Linked DNA regions of Arachis hypogaea: region 1 is linked to region 2. A link is a contact called in public Hi-C data. All regions are on one chromosome and are shown on one strand. The core of a region is the stretch at or near the end of the contact, and the rest is flanking DNA. Distances in the headings are between cores, read along the strand shown.

Region 1 (5,186 bases), core at 578-3,077, 43 kb before region 2:
AATCCAAATATCATCAATGCTTAGATGTCTCCGATTATTTCAGTGTTACTTTCAATCAACATCCTCATCATTAATGGAAACAGAAAACAAAGAAGTACTATTAACATTGTCTTGTTTTCTTGATTCTGACCAACCCTCCCAGCATCTGTTGTAAGAATGACCCGTCCCTCATAAAAGGACCTCTCATCAATTACTTTCCACAACCAAACCGTGTTATATATATCATTAACCACCTACCCAAACAAAAAAAAGTCACATCCACAACCACAAACAAGGATTGAAATCCTCTTGCACTGTCTTTCCATTCTCTCTCCAATTAAGAATGGATGTAGTAGTCAATAATAATGGATAAAAATTTGTTCACTGGACTCATCAGTCATGTACCTAAATTGCTCACTCATTTATACATAAAGTTCTCCATTAGATACCTATATAAGTATGACTATTAGACATAAAACAACTCTTAAGTCAGCTTAATCTGTTCCGAAAAACATGGTCATGTCAACCTGTGCCCTTGAAAAGAGCATGCCTAAATAACATTTAGTTAGCTCACTCATCCACTTAAACAAGTGTCTAAGGTTCGAATCTCATCTTGTATATGTAGCAATCCGTTGGCTTGTCAGACCGGAGGATACCATAAGAAACCAATAAATAAATAACACTTGTGAAAACAGCACTCCAAAGATTTTATTACTAGCAAAACAACAAAAACTTCTCAGCAATGTCAGCTGGTGTCAACTGTGTGAGAAAGTAATTACCAACAGAATGAAACTACCTTATTTTGTCACGGATGCTATTTTTATAGTTCACTCACAGATCGTTAAAAAAAGAGAGCCAAAAACCAATACTTTTTCAACCCAAATTCCAGATAACTATGCTATTTATAAACAAAAAGTTAGGTATTGAAATATAAAACACAAAATAAAAGTGCGCCTGAAAACAAAAATTACCTCTTGTAGACTTCTCCAAAGGTGCCACCCCACAAGCGTTTCCTGAAGAGTCCTTCAGCACACTGATGTCCCTCCCAGAGCTCAAGCCCACCGGTGACGATACCGGGCACGAACACCACCGGATGCTTTGCCGTGAGCCCCTCCTTCTTCAGCTTCACCCCCGGCGGGTCCGGCAACGGCCCCGTGATCGCTTCCGTCACATACTGCGGCAGCGAAGCCGGCATCAGCTTGTACAAGAACAGCATCAACCACCACACCGTGCAAATGCACCCTACGAACCAGCAACAGCTATCGATGCAGGACCACTTCCTCTTCTTCTCTTGTTTCTCCTTGCTCTTCTCATCTTTCATCTTCTTCTTCTTCTTGTTCTTATCATTGTCATCTTCTCCGTGTTCTTTTTCTTCTTCTTCTTCTTCTTTGTTGTTCTCTTCGGCTTGAATCTCTTTGCTCTGAGCTTCCGATCCTCTTCTCCGTCGAACTGAAGACATTTTCTTACTACCAAACTCGTTTCTAGCCCAGAGCTTTCTCGAGAAAATTTATCAGTTATTTTCTTATTTTCCTTTTTTTCTTTTGTTTCAATTTCCCTTTTCAGAGTATAGAAAATTAGAAACGGATGAGATTGCGTTTTTCTTCTCTGCAGTTGAATTTTCAGCAGAAATTAGTTTAAATAATAATAAAAGAAATATGAAGAAACCGTTTGGGAAGCTTGGTCAACTCTGTAAGGAGAAACGGTTTAATTATTTTTCAGAGAACTTGAGCGGGGGATTGAAGCAGAGATTGAAGTAGCGTGTTTGGTGGTTAGAGCATCACTGAATTAGTGAAGGGAAAGTGGTCACAAATTATTTGTGTTTTATTCTTTTATTTATTGTTTTTCAAATCTGCCATTAAAATTAATTATTATGTATTTATATATAAATATATATTATTTATTTTATTTTTAATATATATTTTATATTAATAATTAATTTAAATATGTATATAATATAATTGATTTTTTTATGTTTTTTTTAAGAGAGCAGAATAGAAAAATCTATTATTATCGTGAAGCTGGGAAGGAGTGGTCATTGGCTGCGCCAACTGACAACACTGAATCTATTTCTAAAATCCAGATTTGACAACCTGGCAAGATTTTATTGGTTTGTTTCATGATAATCTAATTCAATTTTTTTATAAAATATATATTTAAAATAAATTAAATATTATATTTTTAAATAAATAATTAATCTTAATATACATATAATATTTTTATATACAAAATATATATATATGGAGCTATTTAAATATTTAACAAGAGATTAGAGATTTATGGTTTAACAAGAGCAATAAACATAAAGATTTTTACTGTAACATTTATTAATTATATTTTTTTAAAATTAAGAGTGAAATTCAAACTCAAAACTTATAGATAAAAATAAAAAAATTATATTATTTGAGTTATAGTTTATTGACTATTAATTATATTATTTTATTAAATAATTATATTATGAATTAATAAATTATACATAAATTTTCTTCTTACTGTTTCATTTCTTCTAAAAAATTATAAATTCTTTCAAAAGTTATAAATATTTTAAACTAAAAATATTAACAAATTTTTACATAAATTATTAATTTTTATGTCTGTTATCTGTTTTTTATTTTAAATTTTATTATATTTATAATTTAATGTACTTCACAGAAATTAATTTAAGAATGGAGGTAACAATGGAGATATGCAACTATATTGTATTTTGGCGTGTATTTTACTGTCGTGGATGTGTTGAAGTTAGTAACCTGCAAAACAGGTTATGTTTTGTCATACCAGAAATGAAAAAGTTGAGACACCTGCATACGTTTTGCATAAAACTAAAATCAGAAAGCTGCAACAACCTATAACAACCTGTGAAAAGTGGTTTTCGATTGGCAAGGAAGCAGATTGAGAGCTCGAAACGTGTCTCCGTCTCCTGCATGCAGACCGGACCTGCTTTGTTGACCGTGTTGAAAGTCGAAAAACGGAAGCTGTGTTTGGCAGTTGGCCAAGCCAAAACGCAGGTTGCGTTTGGCAATTTTTTCTCTTGCATGCACGCCACCTGTTGGATAAGAGTGTTGTGGGGTGTTTAAAATGCAAAACACCGAGAGAGAGTTACTGAAGAATATTGAGTGTTATATGAGGGAGTTACTCAAGAGTGAAAAATGTTGTTTTGTGAGAAAGGTTGTAGGAGGAAGAAGAGTGAAAAGCTTAGTTTTATTTAGTTGTTAAATAAAAAATGGTTCGTAATTTTATTAGACCTAAAGATCACATTATTGAGTACCAGGATTATCCTTAATAAATAAGTTTTCTTTTTTAATTTTATGATAAATAAATATATTTATTTAGATTTTATTTATTTATCTTTTAACAAACAATGTAATTAGTATTTTCGTTATTACTATTAATAATACTATTATTATTATTATTATTATTATTATTATTATTATTATTATTATTATTAGCCAGTATTATGATGTTTAAGTTTGATGAAAAAAATTGTTAGCATGAGTAATATAATAATAAAATACTGTGTAAGATACTAATAATAAATTATTAATATTTTTTAATAATAAAAAAATAATACTCTCTAATAAGAATAATAAATCGTTATTATTTTGTAATGAAAAATAAATAATGTTTAATTATTATTATTATTATTATTATTATTATTATTATTATTATTATTATAGTATTTATTATTATTTTTTAATAACAAAAAGTAAATAAATATTTTTAAATATTTTATTATTATTTTTTAAGATAATAATAGTAATAATTTTTTTTTATCCTTAACGTTTGGGGTCAAAATCAATTTTGTCCCCAATTTTTTTTATTAAAATACGTTATAAAACGTTATAAAATCATCATTTTATCCATAAACAATATTTTTGGACAATTTTATCCTTTTATAAAAATAAAAAATATTAAAACTAATATTAACAAACAAAAGAAACCCTCTCCATCCGAGGCGTATCTCTCACTCTCTTTTGGTCTTTCTCTTCTCTCCCTTTCCGCTACCCCACCACCCACCACCACTGCTCCCACCTCCTTCTCCATCTTCTTCTCCTTCTCCATCACTACCTCTCTCTCTCTCTTCACCACCACCACCACCACTTTCACCACTATACAGCTTACTACCTTTAACTCTAACACCAATCCTGCTAACTCTTCATCCATTAAAACCAACATCTGAATGGTTGAACAATATCACCCAATCGGTTGAACAAAATCAACACCTCCGCACCAACATCAATTAAATGCTCAAATTTGAAGATTAAGACTTTAAATGAAGAATAGAAGATAGAAATTAACAAAATCATTTCACTTGAAGCCGAAACAATTGGGTATCCAATTACAAAACATAGCACGATGAATATGCTATTCACGTTTACATAAGCTCTACAACCTTAGCCGAACTATTGGGGAAAACGCTTGTGAACATTCTAACTACGCAACTATCTTGATATACCACTAATTATGTATCAACTACAAGCAGTCGATAGAAACACATCACATCACACACAATCCGAACTTTCTCAAAGACACAATGAGCCAAAAAGTGAAAATCACCAACTCTATATGGAGATGGGGAAAATTACCTCTGCATCAGCATATGCTGATTGCCTCCTAATGCTGCATCGAGGATACTTGATAACTGATTTTGAACGGTACCATCTCAGTTTTAACTGTTTTCAAGATTGATTTCAGTTAAGGAACAGAGAAACAAAATCCCCCACAAAATCAGCACCAAAAATAATTTTAACTATTGATTTCACGGAGGGCTTTGGCTCCTCTTTCTAACGATTCCGGGTCGAAGCCGGACTTGTTAGGTTCATCGGGGGGAGATGGCTCCGTCTTAGAATCGGAAGTAGGGTCGGACGGCGAAGGCGAATTGGAAGGTGAAGAAGAGAAGAACAGGAAGCGAAAAGAAGAATCGGCGTGGGCGGCGCAATCGGAAAGCGAGGACATAAAAGCCACCGCGACGCAAGTGGTTAACCTAGCAGCTGCCATAGCTTCAGAATGGATCTTGAGGATCTTGGATTTTGGTGACGGTGGAGCTGTTGATGGCGCGGGAGTGGTTGGGCCATCGTGAGAACAAGGCGGCGATGGAGTTGTTGATGGCGTGGGAGTGGTTGGGTTGAGAACAAGGCGGTTGCAGAAATAAGGAGAGAGAGAGAGAGTGAGAGGTGAGACATGATGGGGTTACTGGTGGCCTGGTGGGGGTT
Region 2 (4,919 bases), core at 9-2,508:
ATTTATTAGGTAATTCAATCAATTTATTAGGTAAAGATAATAATGTAAACTCGACTTTATTGTAATTTTGTTATCTTATCTTATCTAAGGTTATGAAAATCGGACTGATCAATAAATCGGTAAAGTTACCACGGTAAAGTTACCAATTTACTGATTTGATCGAGATTTCACCAAAATTTAATCGATTTAATTAAATATTATAAAAATATTAAAAAATTTATATAATTTTTTAAATATATAAAGTCATCCTATAATCTTTTATCGATAGAACTGAGATGCTCTCAGTTTCAATTTTTCATACTTTCTAAAACCAAAATAAATAAATTAAAAAAAAAAAATTCAACTAAATAAAGAAACTCTTCATCACAAATCATAATTAACAACAACTCAGACAATCCAAAAAATTAACAAATTATTCCAAAATCATTCTAATAAATAACTCAAAATCATTATAATCAACAGAAAAAACAAAAAACAAAAACAGCAACTCACAATGGTTACAATCAACCAAGATAAAAGGATTCAACAGCGACAAAAATTCTGTCCGGAAATCAGACTCCAAAATCAACAGAAGAGCAATTCAGAATCTGAGTATCATTATAATCAACTCCAGTTTCATAAATATTGGCAAATCAAAATAAAATAACAAATTCACAAAATCAGTAACACAAAACGTCAGAGGATCAATAACAAATTCTTTCCAAAAAATTTAACAAAATAAGCACAAGTTTCATAAACATTGGCAACTCAGAATAAAATAACAAATTCACAAAATCAGTAACTCAGAATGACAAACCCTAGATTAGCAACTTAATTATTAACAGTAAAACCAACAAACACAGAGGAGACGAGGAGGAGGCAGCGACACCGGCGAACACAGTATTATCAAAATCCAAGTCACAGTGCTTACCGGCGGCGAGGAAGAAAGGGAGTGACGGCGATGACAGAGGAGACGGCGACACCGGCAAACACAGAGAGAGAGAGCTCGAACACAGGAGACAACGACGGCCACAGAGCTTCCACACGACGGCGAGGAAGCTTCCTACGATGGCGACACAGCTTCCAAGGATGGTGACAGATCTTCCTATAACGGCGACACAGCTCCTGCGACGGCGACGGAGCTTCCGCACGCGACGCCCCTACCTAGCGGAGACGAGTTCGGCGATGACAATGAAGCGTGGTTGCGTGGCTCTAGGGGCTGCGGGGCGCGGTGGCTAGGGGCCTGGGGGGCTAGGGTTCTTTGTGCCTTCAATTTAAAATTTGCAGTTCAGTTTCAGAGAGAAGAGAGGAATGGGGTTGGGAGCGTTGGGGATTTAGGGTTCTTTTATTAATTTTTTTTAAGAATTTAAAACGGCGCCGTTTGAACTTTAGAGGGAAAAAGGGGAGGGGAGGGGGGGGGGGTCTAAACCGAAAACCTTGTAAAAAATCGACTAATTTTAACAATTCACCGGTTAACGCCGGCTCGACTGATATTTTGACCGATTTTTTTATCTGACAATTTAGAGAGTTAACCGAATTGGATTAATGACCGATTTTCAATTAATTCAATTGAATCAACTAATCAATTCGATTTTTAGAACTATGATCTTATCTTAAAAATAAAAAATTTGAACTATGGATATTTTGTTGTTAATAACTCTTATTTATATTAATTGAAATCAAATCAATGTAGTATCTTTGATTCAAATTTCAATTTATCTTGAAAATATTAGAGATTCTTATAATCTGCTAATCAATTTAAACTAAAACATTAGATAACTTTTTTATTCATGGATGGTTAGTTGAGATTTTATTTGTAATTTTATTTAAATTTAATTCAAAAAATAATTTTAAATGAACAAAATAAACTAAAATAAATTTTTGATATCCACTTGAAATAGAGATTTTGTCTAAAAAATAAAGTCCTAACTCAAATATCTTAAAAAAATTCTAAATCTCTATGTGTGAAAACTCTACACAATTCTTAATCTTCTGCTATTAAAAGCTATATGTTAATGGTTTTCATGGTTTAATAGAATATTAAAAATTTTTACGTACTAGTTACGCTAAAATTTAAAAAACAAAAGAGAAGTGCAGAGATATTATTTCAAACAAATGCAGCAAGTGAATAAAACCCCACAAGAAAAATTAATTAGAATATGTCTTTTTTGCCGTTTAAAATTAAATCCAATTTTTTATTTTTTTAATAAATACCTTCAGGCTGATTTATGAATGAAAATTTTCTTCTACGTCAAGAAAGAGCATGTCTTTTTGCACATATCAATTAAGATCACATATCAATCAATTTATGTGAAGATAATAATGTAGACCATTATTATATCTTTGAAAAGAAGATATTTGTTTCTTGCCCTTGAGAAAATTACCAACAAACAAAACAAAACTATTTGAAATTACAATCTTGATTTCTACAAGAAACTATTTAGGTTAATAGTTAATGTGAAACTATTTGTACCAATTTATTCGAGCTTTAGGTACTACAAAATAAAGTATCAGATGTTTTTATATATAACAACTAAAACTAAGCCAAGATAATTTATTTCGTATTAAGAATTTTGTCAAATAATATAGTTGATCAGATATAAAGGCAAATTCTGTGGTGCCCATAATTTTGGTATCGAAATTACTGAATTTGTCTTTTATGGTAAGTTTTAAATATTAAAAAATTATTTACTTTTATATTTTTTAATTTAAATATTAATTTTTGAAAAAGTATAAGGAGCCAATGAAATATTTGTATAATGTGTACAATAGAGGTTTAAGGAGTATTAGAGATATAATCATTAGTGTTACCTTTTCCCATCAGTAGGTCAAGAGTTCGATCCTTGGTGAACTCCAAAATCAGTTTAAACTTTTGGGATGAGTGATTTCATGACCTGAGATGTTTATTATCCTAGTAAACGGATGATTATTCTGGATAATATGAGTGATGCTCATTTTGTAACTCAATAGCCCATTGTACACATTGTACACTTAAACCATTGACTTTCTAGCACTACTTTTAATTTTTATCTCTTTTTAGTAAATAAGACAAATTTATATAGGCACCGTACATAAATACCTGAGAAAGTTTTAGTTACCAAAAAAAAATTGTTTGTGCTGTATATATTTATGTAGAGTGCTATCAATTGCTATGAACACAAAGTGAATAAAGAACTCTTGAAAGAAGGGTGCTTCAATTTAATGCTGATGACAAGAGAAGTTCAAGTTAATTATAATTTAATGCGTGTATATATAAGGCATATAATTTTGTTATCTTATCTAACAATAAGAGATTTGAACCATCCGATTTAGATAATCTTATTATCTTCCAACGTAATAAAATAACATCATTTTTTTATTTCCGATGAGATATTCGAATTAAAGATAAAAATTAGGATTACTCAATTCATATGGATAGATTTATGTATATATAAATTAAGGCAATTTAATGATTTTACATATACTGCCACATTTATTAGGGGAAAATTAGGTTAACAAGTTACAGAAATTAAAAATAAAGTGCAGGGACCCGATTATTTTAAACAAATGCTGGCAGTAAACCCAAAAAGGAGACAAATAATTTGAGCATTTCCTTTTGCCGTATTAAAATTAAATCCGGTTCTTTTTTTCCTTTTTTAATAAACACCTTCAGGCTGATTTATGAATAAAATTTTTCTTCCTCGTCAAGAAAGAGCATATCTTTCCATACATAAAGAAATAGATGAAACTAGAGAACGAGTAAAAGAATAAAACATAATACAAATACAAATAAACATTGAAAATTTTCTGTAGAATCAACTTAGCATTGGATGGATTATCAACCCTAAATCAATTTACCATTTCTAGTAATTGCAGTCAAATCAAGGCTACACAAGTTCAATGAATGCCATAGGTGCATTATCGCCCCGCCTCGGTAGGGTTCTTATGATTCTTGTATAACCCCCATTTCTTTCACCATATCGCTCTGGAACCTCTGCAAATAAAGCATGAACAATCTGCTTCTCATAGATGAAGCCGAGGGCTTGCCTCCTTTTATGAAGAGAACCATCCTTGGCCAAAGTGATCATCTTATCGACATACTTCCTAATTGCGCTGGCTCTTGCCCTGGTGGTTTTGATGCGACCGTATTTAAGGAGCTGAGTTGTAAGTCCTCGAATAAGTGCTCGGCGCTGATCAGGGGGCCTGTTGAGTTTGGGCACTCGCCTTCCATGCCTCATGGCAGAGACACGACCACCATTGTCGATAATGGTGAAACAGTGATCAAAGCCAGTGAATTCTGTACCAAGAAGAGAAAAAGCAGGTAGTGTTTAATGCATATCGAAGTCAGTGGAATCCAACTACAATATTTCAAAGCCTCATTCGTACAAGAGGAAGCAACACACAGCAATCTCTGCAGCAGTCATACAGTGTGATCACATTTCTTTACTTGATCTAACAAGACCAACACGTTGCTATAGATTGGTTCCTATCAGATTAGTTTCTTCAAACATATTAACCAGAATACACATCAGTAACAACTTTCACAGTTCCATTAAGTTTATCAATCAATTCTAAACGGGAATGAGGAATAAAAAGAAAACAAAGTGCCAACCTTCTTGATATTAAAGAGTCATCACTAAATATTAAGTAGCTGAGTTGTTAATATTTTACACCACGTGCCATTAATATAAGCAGCAAACGTAGAACGTTAGGTGGGTGAATCGCAGCTATCTTCTACCAAAAAGCAGTTTCAGTACAAACTTATAACAAGACACCGAGCAAAATTAAGCATTTCTGTTTCACAGATAAACAGCGGACTAATAATATTTTGATACATCAGAATTAAATAAAATGCTCAAGCTAATATAGGGTAGCTCTTGCAGCCAAAATTTTAACTCAACTTTGGTGTGAACTGAAACTAACAAATTACTTATTTGCACCTAGAACACCGTGATTCATAA

What was found. Hi-C and Micro-C count contacts between places; a contact is called where the count stands out from the background.
Region 1: a contact with region 2 is called in a Hi-C map of leaf, with 4 times the contacts expected there. The contact joins the promoter of LOC112710451 here to the enhancer-like site in region 2. A contact is called at or near these places in 2 of 8 Hi-C or Micro-C datasets (leaf and an unstated tissue).

What each region holds. Positions count from the first base shown.
Region 1 is chr9:13,412,900-13,418,085 of arahy.Tifrunner.gnm2.J5K5, reverse strand. LOC112710451 (phospholipid:diacylglycerol acyltransferase 1) reads right to left here and starts at 1,827. Exons shown (of 6, transcript XM_025762664.3): 1 at 951-1,827. The coding sequence starts at 1,438.
Region 2 is chr9:13,369,215-13,374,133 of arahy.Tifrunner.gnm2.J5K5, reverse strand. It overlaps LOC112710450 (large ribosomal subunit protein bL17c), which reads right to left. Exons shown (of 2, transcript XM_025762663.3): 2 at 3,637-4,255. The coding sequence ends at 3,846. Among protein-coding and RNA genes, the nearest start is that of LOC112710450, 3.7 kb to the right of the region's middle. Within about 2 kb of position 1,258, at least 1 of the 3 cell types and tissues checked has open chromatin away from gene starts, as enhancers often do.